Regions from separate parts of the Hordeum vulgare genome. Here region 1 is linked to region 2. A link is a contact called in public Hi-C data. All regions are on one chromosome and are shown on one strand. Each heading gives the region's core, a stretch centred on a gene start, on an enhancer-like site or on the middle of the called end of the contact. The rest is flanking DNA. Distances are from core to core; before and after follow the strand shown. Region 1 holds the start of LOC123400977 (ABC transporter F family member 3). Region 2 holds the start of LOC123401705 (transmembrane 9 superfamily member 11).

Region 1 (7,307 bases), core at 983-3,482, 230 kb before region 2:
TGTATGAAGTCTCATAGTTAACTCTTGCAGTGGAACGATAGAGACTCCATTTCACTTAGGTTGATTTAATTTAGACCAGAGGCAAACCTAAGTCAAGGTAATCCTCCTTTGAAACACTTTGGTATTGCTCCTAGATAGATCATAATACAAAAAATCAATCAGAGCACAGGGAGCCCCATAAATAGGCCTTGGTTCCGCGGCAAGTCCTTCTTAAGCATGTGATGGAGCTCAAAAACGGCGTTAGGCCATGAGGGCAACTGATGACCATTCGGTTCCAACATGGAAGTTGCTCTATATGACTTGATTTGGTGTAATTCGGTTGCTTTCCTTCCATAAATGTTATTTCCTGCCAAACAATGGAAAAGTGAGTTTTCTTCTCTCTTAGAGTATCAGCGTTAGAAATAATTGGGAAATAACGGAAACCAGATGAAAACCAAGCCAAAAGTCCTTATAAGAAGTCATATATTCTCTAGCCATCAAGTGTGTGGGAAGGGTTCTCCATAACACTCTCAAATTTTGACCACACCCTCCAGGGGCATGTGAAGACACCATGCTAGGTCCCGTAAATTACGGACCTTGTATGTTTTTCGTGGATTTAAATGACAACATAACGCAAGTGAGGGTCTAGCCTTGTTTCTCTCGTGCCCATACCTCCTCTACTTTGGTTGCGCGCCAGTTTTTTTGGTGGCTTAAAAAGTAAGCCGCCTTCTTCCCAGCTTTTCTCATAAGTCGGTTCCTTCATTTGTTGGGGCTTCTGAATTAGTTATGGGATACCATTGGCTGGGTGCATTCCAGTTATGCAGAGGCCGGGTGTAATGCTTAAGCCTTTTAAGTAATAAAACGTCCCTTATCGAAAAAAAAGTTATGGGATACCAAATTATAAGCCTCAACAAACTTAGAAAGCGGCTTATTTTTTAAGTTGGGAAGATGCACTTATTTTTTTAAGTTGTCCAAAAGAAATGGCCCTGCATATGTTCTAGGCTTCTAGGTTCGATTGATCATGCGGTCCAACAAAAAATCTGTTGAGGCACACAAAATATTGTCACTTGCATCTCGGTAAAAATCCTAACAATGCATTGCCTCCCATTCTTGCAAACACACCATTAATATTTATCTTTATGAATAGTTTCCGACTGTAGAATCATGTGCATCAGCGTACGGGAGGCAACTTAGAATTCATTTGATTCAACTCCTCAAGAAATCTTAATGTGAAGGAAAGAATGAATGACGGGATTTGACATTTATTCTCATGAATCCTCTTCCGACGAGGTTTAAAAAACATACATATGAGATTCATTACAAAATGATATTTTTTAGTGGGCCACACCAAATGCCGCCAAAGGAAACAAACTTCATATGTTCAACACGGACCGGGCCCGGTACGGACTAATCGTGCCCGGGCCAGGTATGTCCTTGAGGGGTACCCCTTGCCCTTGAGGGTCACTTTGGATGGACTAAGATCGCCATGTGTTTTTTTCCTGTACATGTACTTCAGCTTTTAGATAATTTATTTTCATATGTTTTCTCCGCTTTTCGGTTTTTGCCCGTTTTCATTAGGTTTTGGACGTTTTTTTTTTCAAAAACGATTTTTTTTCTTTCACGAGAGACAAAGATTTGCTTCTATTGATCATATTTGCTTCCTTGAGAGACATATATTTGCTTATTGTGAAGACAGATTTTACTTCCGCGAGAGGCACAACTGTATCTATCAAAAACAGGAAAAATGCATTTTTTCTTCTTCTTCAGTGAGAGCCGCAAGTTTGGTTACCGTGAAGACATGGATTTGCTTTCATGAGAGACACGAAAAAGGGAAAAAAGTGAGAAAAGCTGTGCCTAAGGCTCGATTTTTTCTTTTTTTCAATTTTCCTGTTTTTTCCGTGAAAAATAAGTTCACATAAATCTATTTACATGGATCTAGTTTCAAAGATCTCAAAGTGAGAAATTCAATGATAAAAACGGTTTACAATTTAAACGCATGGTTTAAGAGATAAACCATTTGAATAAATGAATCTACAAAGAAATAGAAAACTTTTAGGTTGAGTTGGCGCACATGCAGTGTGCCATTAACCCATTACTCACAACCTGTATTGGAAGTGGTCTTTGAAAGGGTATCCCTTAATTAGTGATTTTGTAGTTTTTACGTTTTTTTTAGGTACTGTGTTTTTGTGTCTGATAGGGACCTTGCGACGGGCCTCCATAGGCGAAATCCTCACGATCCACAAACCCGAAGGCCCGCACCACCGTCTAAACCCATCCGTCAACCGCCAGCCCATCCATTGGACGAGCTGCCTTCGGCTGAACCCAGCCGCCAGCCCGCGAGCTCGCACCACCGTCTCACCCGCCGCTCCGACCGACCCGAGCCGAGCGAGTAGGGTTTGCCTCGCCGCCGCCGCCGCTCGACGTGCACGCGATGGCGGCGCTCGTGGAGACGAGCATGGGGGTGGTGCGGGAGGTGCTGGGCGACTCCGTCGTCGACGAGGTGGACGAGCCCATCGTCTCCTACATCGCCAACGTCCTCGCCGACCAGGACTTCGACTTCGGCCCCCCCGACGGCCACGGCATCTTCGACGCCCTCGGCGACCTCCTCATCGACGCCCGCTGCGTCTACGACCGCGAGCACTGCCTCGAGGTCTCCCCCCACCCCCGCCCCCGCCCAATCCATCCGGTCGCCATTTCGGTTCCCCAATCTGGGTTGATTCGATAGAGCGTCGATTCTATGGCCCTAGGTTTCGGTTCTAGGTTAGATTCGGGGTATGCTGGCTATGCCATCCGTTTCCAGTCTTGGATGGCCAGAAAACCTAGCTTAATTCGCGCTCAGTCACAGTAAAATCATTCGGTCTTGGGATGCAGTCTAGCTCAACCATCCCCTGATGTGTTCTGTAATGGCTTTTAGCTGTTACTCCTGTGTATGCATTCGGAGTAGTAGTCACTGACCTTTACGACCCCGTGTATGCACATAATGGATTCTGGTGTGGAGAAGTAGATGAATAGTTTGATTTGATCCAACATGACACTGATGCTTTATATTTGGGTTCCTTGTCGATATAGGTCTGCACTAAGCTTTGTGAGAAGTTGGGGAGCCATGGCATCGTCAAACCTAAGGCAGCCGTGCGGAGCCTGGCCACGCCTCTGCGCATGAACGCGGGCATGGAGGAGCAGGTCGCTCCGAAGAAGCCAGAGAATATCTTCGATGCGCCCTTGCTGTCCTCGCGTGACAAGGCCAAGCTCGAACGGAACAAGAGAAAAGAAGACAGGCAAAGAGAGGTGAGCTGCTCGCTCATAGATTGCCAGATGACAAATCTCCATGTCATTGATTTGTTCAATAGGAATTTCAGTAGAAATGCAGTGCTTACCATGTTTCCCCACTTTGACAGAACCTTATATGCAATTTGAAAATGCCTTAACTCCTCATTAAACCTGATTTATATGGTACACCGTGTTGCTTGTTGGTGCAGGCCCAGTACCAAATGCATGTTGCCGAAATGGAGGCGCTCAGGGCTGGAATGCCTCCAGTTTATGTAAATCACAGTAATGTGGGTGGCACAACCATTAGGGATATCCATATGGAGAACTTCAGTGTTACTGTTGGAGGTCGTGATCTTATTCAAGATGTCACCTTAACGCTTGCTTTTGGAAGGCACTATGGTGAGTTACGACTTAGCTTACTATGTATGCCTCAAATTTTCACCTGTTGAGGAGGCTCTCTACCTTTTCAGGACACTTTGCCTGCTCAGGATGATCTCATTGCTTATTTTTCTATTATGGGAAACTATGTGGTGCATAGAAACCAATGTTCAGGTTATCGGTAACTGGTAACATATCGGTCAGGGGCTGAGAATGGATAAATTGACGAAGTGGCCATTTAACTGAATATACCGGTAACCCATTTATCGGTTAGGGGGAACTAGGGCCATATCTATATATACTTATAGGCAGTTAGGCTACTGAATGTGTAAATATGCAATCCTAGGGTACATAAGCAACAACATAAGGGGTCTCCTTTATATTCTGATGATGTTGCAGCCAATCTGGAAGTCCATAAACCTGCACATTGTAAACAGATGCATCAATGTGTGCTCTAAATTAGACATAGCTCACAATTTATCAAACAGGTAGTTCTCAGCTTTCAGATCAGGTTCACAGCATAACTCACAAGTAAACAAACAATCCATGTCACAGCTCACAACCCACAAAGGCATAACCGCACAAGAGATAATCTGATAATAATTATGACAAAGTTCAGGAATAGAAATAGATAGTTCTCAGCTCACATCACAAGTTGACAGCATAGTAGGGGCTAGTAGCAGCACAAGTCAGCAAACAACAAGAAGACGCTAACAGGCTAGCAGTAGTACTTGTGCTGTGTTACATCAGTAGTAATAGCAGCTAAGCAATAGCAAAGCAACAACATCAGATCTAGAATACAGCAGTAGCCAATTGGTAGTAGCACATCACTACATCTAATCTAATACGGCAGTACATCACTACATCTAATCTAATCTAGTACAACAGTAGCACAGCAGCAGAGGAATGATCAAAAGAGAGTAGCAGCAGTAGAACAACAATGATTTGGAATTTTAGATAGAGGAGAGGGAGCTGGATAGAGTATACCTTGCTGGCTGGGGACGCCATGGACAGGGAAGCTACCGGAGGCTGCTGCTCAGGGAAGGGATGGCTCCAATGGCTGCTGCTCGTTGAGGGGACAGGGAACCTGCTGCTGCTCGGGTAGGGTTGGTCAGGGCCGGTGGGGGCTGCTTGTGGAGGGGACACCGCCGGCGGATCTGCTCCTCCAGGAGCGGGAGAGCAGATAGATCGAGCGGGAGAGAGCAAATAGATCGAGCGGAGGAGAGAAGTGACCTAAACCTAATGCTGGCGGCTGTGAAAACTAGAAGTAGGGACGGAACGGGCCAGATTTGGGCCAAAACATGTGGCCCAGTTAATTGGCCCAGCCGATAGTTCGGCCTGACAACCAATAAATCGGCTTGTCAGACCAATTAACTGGACCTCCCAGTTAATGGGCCGAATAGTCCTTTCTCGTATCGGAGGGGGCCCGAACAGCAGTTAACTGCAGTTAATTGGCTGATATTTTTGACATTGGTAGAAACTCTCTAGAAATATCTTTGGAACAAGGGAGCACAAATATCAAAGTGTTACTTGGGCATACAAGCACCTGTACCCCTTGAAATATTGCCGTATCAGTTCCTATTCCTTTTTTCCTTCAATGATTTAGTTTATTTACATACCATTTCAGGTCTTGTTGGAAGAAATGGTACTGGAAAGACTTCTCTTCTCAGAGCTATGGCTCAACATGCAATTGATGGAATTCCTAAGAACTGCCAGATATTGCACGTTGAACAAGAGGTCACCGGTGATGACACAACAGCTTTGCAGTGTGTGCTGAATGCTGATGTTGAACGGGTCCAACTTTTGCAAGAAGAGGCCCAGCTGGGTCAATTACTGGTTAACTACTGCATTATCAACTTTCTACATGCGCTAATGTGTTTTTCTCTTTTGGGTCATTCACCCTTTTTTCAGTTTTGCTTGTCGATTTGCTTATAGTCTGCTACTTTTTATGCAGAAAGATCTAGAGTATGAGGCAGAGTCCAAACAGAGCCTAGACAAGAGCAAGGGTGATGTTGACAAAGATACTATCAGCAAGAGGCTTGAGGAGATATATAAGAGGCTTGAATTCATTGATGCAGATGCAGCAGAAGCTCGTGCGGCATCAATTCTGGCGGTATGTTTCTTTGTTGACATCCATTGCTTGGTGATTTGTTCTTGTTGTCTCATTTGTGCAGCATGTCATTGCTGTCATTTCTCTCCTAGTAGTTAGTGCTTACGATGCTTTAAAGAGTTATAGTTCTTCATACTAACATTGAACTATTCTGATTGGTTGAAATCTTTACAGGGTCTCAGTTTCACTCCAGAAATGCAATGCAAAAATACAAAATCATTTTCGGGAGGATGGCGGATGAGAATTGCACTAGCACGTGCTCTATTCATCGAGCCAGATTTACTGCTACTTGATGAGCCAACCGTGCGTTTTAAATATAGCGTTGCTTCTCTTCTCTTGCTGCCACATGCTAATGCTAACAAACCACCACTTTGCAGAATCATCTTGATCTGCATGCTGTGTTATGGTTAGAAACATATCTCCTGAAGTGGCCAAAGACATTCATTGTTGTGTCCCACGCTAGAGAGTTTCTGAATACGGTATGAACTCACGGTATCATTATGCAGTAGCTAATATCGACATAATTTGCTCGACTCATATTTTTAGTACACTTGCATGAGTACCATTATATTTCTATTTTTCATCTTAATAACTGAATAACTGAGGGAAAACATTTCTTAGGTTGTCACCGACGTTCTTCACCTACATGGTAAGAAGCTACATGCTTACAAAGGTGACTATGACACATTTGAGAGGACAAGGGAGGAGCACCTCAAGAATCAGATGAAAGCCTTCGAAACAAATGAGAAGGCCAGAGGACACATGCAGGTTGGTTTCTGCTTTTAGTGCGTATGGTTAGCCCTCAAAGTACGTTAATAAACCCTTTTCAAGAAAATTGTGCTGATAGTGTCGAAAAAAGGAAAGAGAGAGAGTTGAAAGGCGGTTTGCACCTCAATTTGAACAACCACATATGTTTTTAAGGTCTGATATAGTTTCCTTTTCAAGAGCATGCAGTAATTTCCCGTTGGCCTTCTGACTTTCTAGTGCACTGTATCTCTCTTCAAGATGTTACTCTGTTTAGCATATAAGCTTATCTATGCTGGTCTTATGCTATTGAATTATACAGTACCGAATATGTTCATCAGTTTGAAATGGTAATAGCAATAGCAATTGTAGGCAAGCAGAGCTTGTGTGACAGTCTGACCTAGGTCCTGCTTGCATTGTTTACGCTTGAACACGATACCAAATTTAGATTCAGAGACTTCTATCTGATCTTAGCTCAGAGGTGAAAGTAAAATTGAACTAGGTACAGTGCAGCTAGATCTTTTTGGAAAGATCAAGGATGAGGTTTGTTGATCTATTTTCTTTTGTAGGCATTCATTGACAAATTCCGATACAATGCAAAGAGAGCATCACTTGTTCAATCAAGAATCAAGGTACATTTTCTTGCTCCTGTTTCCATGACCTCATCGTACAATGCATAACTTTTGTTGTTGTTTCACTTTACAGATGATTTAGAGCACCCAACTAATATTTTTTTACATACTTGTTCAGTGAATAAATTGATATTTGTCTTCATCTTTTTTATTTGCATTATCTCAGGCATTGGAGCGAATGGAACATGTTGATGCTG
Region 2 (7,116 bases), core at 2,478-4,977:
ACAATTTGGCAAATATGACTCGATCCAGTATTTGTCAAACTTTGCTTGCATCACAACAACCATTGCTCGAATAACATCATTCTCTGACGATGCTTCCTTCTGAAGTAACACTCTCACATTCCATATTTGATGGAAGTACATATTTGAGGTAGGATAACTTGAACCAGAAACTACTTCTGTGGCTGTGTGAAAGACTCTTAACATAGCACAAACAGTTTCAGCTCTTTTCCACTCTTCCGATGATGGACAGAATTTGTAATCCTTGTCCCGTCTAACCAAAGTACGAAATGCTCTTCGAAATGGGAGAGATGACTCTAACATAAGAAAGGTGAAATTCCAACGCGTTGGCACATCGACTGAGGGGAGTTTGCAAGAAATACCAACTTCTGCAATTACTGCTTTGAACTTATCCAACCGAGAGGGGAAACTCTTAACATACTTTGCACTCTCTCTTATATTATCTATCACACCTTTCATCACTGTCAACCCATCTTGGACAATCAAATTTAGCACATGGCATGCACAACGAATGTGAAATAATTGACCTTCAATAGGCAACATATGCTTGCTGTTCAAAAAAATTCTTAGATATTCAACCATTGTGCCATTAACAGCTGCATTGTCTAATGTTGTACTAAAGAGTTTGTCTTCAATATTCCAATCTTGCAAACTCTTTAACAATACATTAAACATTGATATTCCATTATGTGGAGTCTCTACCATAAAAAACCTTATGATCTGTTTTCTCAAAGCCCAATTTGAGACAAAATGGCAAGTTATGCATAGATATGATAAAGTTTGATTAGACGTCCACATATCAGCTGTTAAAGAGACTCTGCATCTATATTTCTTGAAACCTTCACAGAATTTTAATCTCTCTTGATTAAATTGTTCCATGCAATCATCTTTAATAGTACCTCTAGAAACCATGCTAAACAAGGGATTCAAGCTTTCCACAAAATCTCGAAAGCCACTATACTCAACAAATGAGAAAGGCAACTCATCCATTACTATCATTCTAGCCAGCAACTTTCTAGATGCAATCTGATCGAAACTCCATTGCTGAAGCATAGATCCATGAGGAGATGAAATTGAGGACTTCAACTTGTCAACAACAAGGGACAAATCTAACCTTTTCTCGCAAGCAGCCAAGTGCCTTTGTACACCATTAGTACCCACGCCACGTCCAGCTGGAAACACCTCAAGACAGTGGTTGCACTGAGCTTTGACAAGTATGTTACGATGATAAATAGGTTTGGCATCCCTCCAAACAGCAGAAGTTAATCTTCGTGTCTTGCGGACTATTAATTGGCAAGCATAAAAATAAAGTCAACTCACAAGAACATTTTTAAAGTTGTAACTATATACAAGAGTAATTTTGGAAGAGAAAAACGAAGCCAACTCACTACGTGGTACAAATGAAGTAGTCGCCGGAGAAGGGGGTCCTAATATAGATGGTGACATCGCGGACGACTTTTTTGAGGCCGCAACTCTTGCTAGAACCCCAAGGGAAGACCTCCATGTGTTAGCCACCGGTGATCCTACCAATGGGGATCTGGTCACTCTTTGGCCATGTGTCATAGATGGAGAGTCTCGACTCTAGATAACAAAACAAAGAAAATCAGAACATGCTATGAACTTAAAGTAAGGTACAGAAGTAGATTTGTGTTACGAAGTGAGGTTTAATATAGAAGCAGACCTGTAGCTCCTCTCTTGTAGATCCTTGGATAAATTCAGAACGAGCATGTTTCCTCTTCCCCTGCAACTCCTCCTTTTGGTTTTTCCTCTTCTTTTCTTGCTTCTTCCTCTTCTCTTCCCTTTTCTCTTCCCTCTTCCCTTCCAGCCTTTTCCTTTTCGCCTTCTGCCTTTGCTTTTTCTTCTGCCTCTCTGATCTGTAATGCAAACGTTGGGGGTCAAAATATATATCAAAAAATATAGTTAATGTCACAGGAAAACACATGAGGGCTAGGGACTTAATTTTGTCGCTCTTCAATAGCATTCCACACATGTTGGTCCTAGTCCATGGCTTCCCACTTTTCAGTTTGCTTGTCGATTGTCAACGCCACTTGGTCGTCACCCATGGTCACTTCAATGAAATCTGCATTGAAATGTCATATTAGATGTTTCAGTAGAACATAAGTTCAAATTTGGTTCATCTAACATTCTAGGCTGGAACATAATACATATTCACAAAACGCATGCTGGCAGCACATCTTTTTGCACACAGCCTCTCAATGCTAAATAAATCGGAAGTATGTCCAAGAAAACTCGAGTTGATCAGATTATACTACTACGTACTTTGCAGCACCTGTTAATTAATCAGCTAATAAACAAAGCTAATCGTGTTATGCCTGGAAAGGACAAATAAACTACAGTAGTAGTAAAGAAGAAGGATTACTAAACCGGGAGGGGTTTAGTCTGTCGCTAGATGATTGGTTTGACATACGGCTAACTACCCAAATTGTTGCTGCTGATCCACAGGCAAGATGCACCGCAACACACGCGGAAAAAAACTCTCACAAAGCACAAACAAGTGATAAAAACATGATAAATTAATGATTGCACATCTAAAACTGTACAAAGTCATGTATAATCACAATAGCATGCCCACCAGCAGCAGCAGCTTTCAGAAACTGGCTTGCTCTGCCTACAATACAATACAAATCAATATAAGCTCGCTTAACCTAGAGATGACAACACCTTACCGGATCTGAACAATAGTGGGCCAAGTTTCGGTTTCTCAATAGGGCATCTATCTATACTCATGTGTCAAAAGGGTGAACTGAGTCCACTGAGATGTCAGCAAGAGAAAATCTCACACAAACAACAACAGTTTCAGGTGTCACGGATTTCACTTGACAAGAGTGCTGCCCAAAAATAAACTACAAATAACCCCAACGACCACACACACACAAGACATTACTACTTACGAACTTACGGACCAAGATAGCAGTACTACTTACGAACTTACGGACCAGGTTGGCGAGGTTGGGGAGCCGTCGAAGCTGTTCATGTGGAAAGGGGAGGTGTAGAAGGGTTGTCCGGGCTGGGAGGAGAGGGAGAAGGAGGAGAGGCTGGCTGGCCCGAGGGATCCGCCGCCGTGGCTGGCTAGGGTTCGTCGCGGAGGAGAGGCTGGCTGTTGGGGAGGGGAGGGGAGGGGAAGGTGAGATATGTGCATACCTTGGAGCAGAGGAGGAGGCGGGGGAGCAGGTGCTGGGATTTCCCCAGCGATTTCCTCTGGCGACGGTGGGGGAGCCGAAGATGGCGTCGGAAGGATGAGGGACGGTGGTGGCGGCGGCGCCATGGATCGGCAGGATGAAGATGCATTCCCAGCGATTTCCCCAACGATTTCCTTGGACGATGGTGGCGGTGGCGGTGGCAGCGGTGCCATGGATCGGGTGCGGGATGGACCTGGGGATCGGGAGGCGACGGTGCGGTGGACTGCCGATGGGCTTTTCTGGGCTATCCATTTATCCCAGTTAATTTTTATGGGTGTCCACAAAAGCCATTTAAGAATTTTTTGGTGGATGGCATATGTGGGACTAGTGGGTCCCAGCGCCATTTACATCCCTAACCGTTTCCAACCACGGGACCGGCGATTCTCCGGTCAAGTTTGGTGAGCCGGTCCAGCGGCTTTCCGCGAGAAAGAAAAAAAAACGGGTTGAGGAGAAGAGGGGAAAAACCCAGCCAAGAGGCGCAGCACCGACACGCCGGCCGAATTCCTGCACGTTCTCTCCATCTCCATCTCCATCTCCATCCCCAAGCACCAACGCGCCGTCACGCTCACGCCGTATAAACCACCACCAAACCCCCGTCGCCTCGCGTGACTCGCGTCCCCCTCCATCTCCATCTCCACCCCCGCCGCCCCAGATCTGCCCCCTCCACCTCCACCGACGCCGCGACTGCCGTCCCACTCCCAGATCCAGATCCGGCGGCCATGGCCCGCCCCCGCTCCACGCGCGCGCTCCTGGCGCTCGCCCTGGCGGCGGCGGCGGCGGCGCTCCTCCTCGCCACCCCGCCCGCGGCCCACGCGTTCTACCTCCCGGGGAGCTACCCGCACAAGTACTCCCCCGGGGAGCCGCTGAGCGTCAAGGTGAACTCGCTCACCTCCATCGACACCGAGATCCCCTACAGCTACTACAGCCTGCCCTTCTGCGCCCCGCCGGAGGGGGTCAAGGACAGCGCCGAGAACCTCGGCGAGCTGCTCATGGGCGACCGCATCGAGAGCTCGCCCTACCGCTTCCGGATGCACGCCAACGAGTCGGACGTGCTGCTCTGCCGCTCCCCGCCGCTCGACCCCAAGACCTTCGCCCTCCTCAAGCGCCGCATCGACGAGATGTACCAGGTCAACCTCATCCTCGACAACCTCCCCGCCATCCGCTACACCCGCAAGGACGACTACTTCCTCCGCTGGACCGGCTACCCCGTCGGCATCCGCGTCGGCGTCGACTACTACGTCTTCAACCACCTCCAGTTCACCGTGCTCGTGCACCGCTACGAGGACCCCAACGTCGCCCGCGTCATGGGCGCCGCCGGCGACGCTTCCGACGGCGCCATCCCGGCCGCCACCGCCGGCAGGGACGCCTCTGCCTCCTCCGGGTGGATGGTCGTCGGCTTCGAGGTCGTGCCCTGCAGCATCAAGCACAACCCCGAGGACGCCAAGGCCGTCAAGATGTACGGCAGGTTCCCCAGCAAGATCAAGTGCGACCCCACCACCGTCTCCATGAGCATCAAGGAGAACGAGCCCATCGTCTACACCTACGAGGTCTCCTTCGTCGAGAGCGACATCAAGTGGCCCTCCAGGTGGGACGCATACCTCAAGATGGAGGGCGCCAAGGTGCACTGGTTCTCCATCCTCAACTCGCTCATGGTCATTGCCTTCCTCGCCGGCATCGTCTTCGTCATACTGCTCAGGACCGTCAGGCGTGACCTCACGAGGTACGAGGAGCTCGACAGCGAGGCTCAGGCCCAGATGAACGAGGAGCTCTCCGGGTGGAAGCTCGTCGTCAGCGATGTCTTCCGCGCGCCCAGCAACCCAATGCTGCTCTGCATGATGGTTGGGGATGGGGTTCAGATCCTTGGAATGGCCGTGGTCACCATCCTCTTTGCAGCGCTCGGGTTCATGTCGCCGGCCTCCCGTGGTACCCTCATCACAGGCATGCTCTTCTTTTACCTGGTCCTCGGGATCCTGGCTGGATACGCCAGTGTCCGCGTGTGGAAGACAATCAGGTGTGGAGATCACTCAGGTTGGGTGGGTGTTTCGTGGAGGACAGCCTGTTTCTTCCCCGGCATTGCTTTCCTGATCCTCACCACACTCAACTTCCTGCTGTGGGGAAGCCAGAGCACCGGGGCCATCCCCTTCTCGCTGTTCGTTGTGCTGATCCTGCTCTGGTTCTGCATCTCGGTGCCGCTTACACTCGTCGGTGGGTTCCTCGGAGCCAAGGCGCCGCACATTGAGTACCCTGTGCGCACAAACCAGATCCCGCGTGAGATCCCTGCTCAGAAGTACCCGTCCTGGCTGCTGGTTCTCGGTGCCGGCACACTGCCCTTCGGCACCCTGTTCATCGAGCTCTTCTTCATCATGTCAAGCATCTGGATGGGCCGCGTGTACTACGTCTTCGGGTTCCTCTTCATCGTGATGCTGCTCCTGGTCATCGTCTGCGCCGAGGTCTCCCTGGTCCTGACCTACATGCACCTCTGCGTCGAGGACTGGAAGTGGTGGTGGAAGTCATTCTTCTCGTCCGGATCCGTGGCCATCTACATCTTCCTCTACTCGATCAACTACCTGGTGTTCGACCTCAAGAGCCTAAGCGGGCCGGTGTCGGCGACCCTCTACCTCGGCTACTCGCTCTTCATGGTCATCGCCATCATGCTGGCCACCGGCACGGTTGGGTTCATCTCCTCGTTCTGCTTCGTGCACTATCTCTTCTCGTCTGTGAAGGCCGATTAAGTTTCTTCCTGGAAGGGGGTGATCATTGAATTGAGAGGTGAGTAAGCATAGAGGAGTGGGCATTGAAAAGTTTGTAGTCATCACATTCGGTAGTTCATCCCAACTTTTGGTATACATGTCCTGAATAACTATTTGTATGGTCTAGTAGGATTCGCCCGGTGGGCTTTATGATGAGGTGCATGCAGCTTGCACGGTGTAATAGAATGGATTGGTTTATTCACATTTTACTGTCATTTTAGCTAATCGTTCTGCCATTTAGTGCCTCCATATATCAGTATGGAAGCTTTGGTAGTTTTCTCTGCTGCGGCTTATGACGTTCAGTCAGTTGTCTGAAATATTAGATGACATCCAGTAGTTTGCATGATGCCAGGATTGTCTGTTAGTTATGGTGCCAATTATGATGATTATGATGAACTGTTATTGCAAATGTTTCTTTGCTCAGAACCATTAGTTAGGGCAGTAGTTGTTACAGTATGTCAAGAGTGTCTGACAGATTAGGGTTTGATGTTTCCCCCACTTCTGCTTTAGATGTCCATTCAAATACAAGAGGAGAACTCCAGTGTCCCCAGTACAAAATAGTTCAGTCATTAATCTGAAATGTTGGATCCAGTTGTTTCACATGCTGCCAGAGTCTTCTGCTAGTTAGTGCAATGTATGATGCTGATAAATTGATTATGCAAATGTTCTTTGTTCAGAAGTACTATTGGTTAGGACATGTTATGTCAGCACTACAGTTGTTATGTTAATGTGTCTGACAGATTAGGATTTGATATTTCCCCAACTTCTGCATTAGGCTCGATTCAGCTCATGTTTTTGCCGTTATTATTTTTGCGTGTAGAAGGAGAAGGCCTGCTGCCTTGTTTTCAGACGTGGTTGCACCGACAATGTGTTATTTTCTTTTGGGAGGTTGTTGTGTCAGGTAGTGAGTAGGATCATTATTTTTCGAGACTGGGTTTTGCATCTTCTTCTGCCAGAATCATATGATTGATTACTCAGCGCCTTGTTTATAGCCCGGTTGATATGATTTGAATATTACTCTACATACTACTGCAAAGTTGCTGGTTTTATACGGTTGTCTGTCAAGTGAATAGCAGCCTGATCATTTTATGCGAGCTGGCGACAAAGTTTGGTGCCTCGTACTGATCATGAATGCAACCCGGTGGAGG

The links. Hi-C and Micro-C count contacts between places; a contact is called where the count stands out from the background.
Region 1: a contact with region 2 is called in a Hi-C map of seedling, with 4 times the contacts expected there. The contact joins the promoter of LOC123400977 here to the promoter of LOC123401705 in region 2. A contact is called at or near these places in 3 of 6 Hi-C or Micro-C datasets (leaf and seedling) and 1 of 1 datasets of contacts at active chromatin or transcription factors (embryo).

The regions. Positions count from the first base shown.
Region 1 is chr6H:541,168,383-541,175,689 of MorexV3_pseudomolecules_assembly, reverse strand. LOC123400977 (ABC transporter F family member 3) reads left to right here and starts at 2,232. Exons shown (of 18, transcript XM_045094692.1): 1 at 2,232-2,629; 2 at 3,049-3,264; 3 at 3,456-3,645; 4 at 5,252-5,460; 5 at 5,579-5,737; 6 at 5,909-6,037; 7 at 6,112-6,213; 8 at 6,356-6,502; 9 at 7,048-7,110; 10 at 7,277-7,307. The coding sequence starts at 2,411.
Region 2 is chr6H:540,938,781-540,945,896 of MorexV3_pseudomolecules_assembly, reverse strand. LOC123401705 (transmembrane 9 superfamily member 11) reads left to right here and starts at 3,727. Exons shown (of 1, transcript XM_045095560.1): 1 at 3,727-6,193. The coding sequence starts at 3,938. The coding sequence ends at 5,950.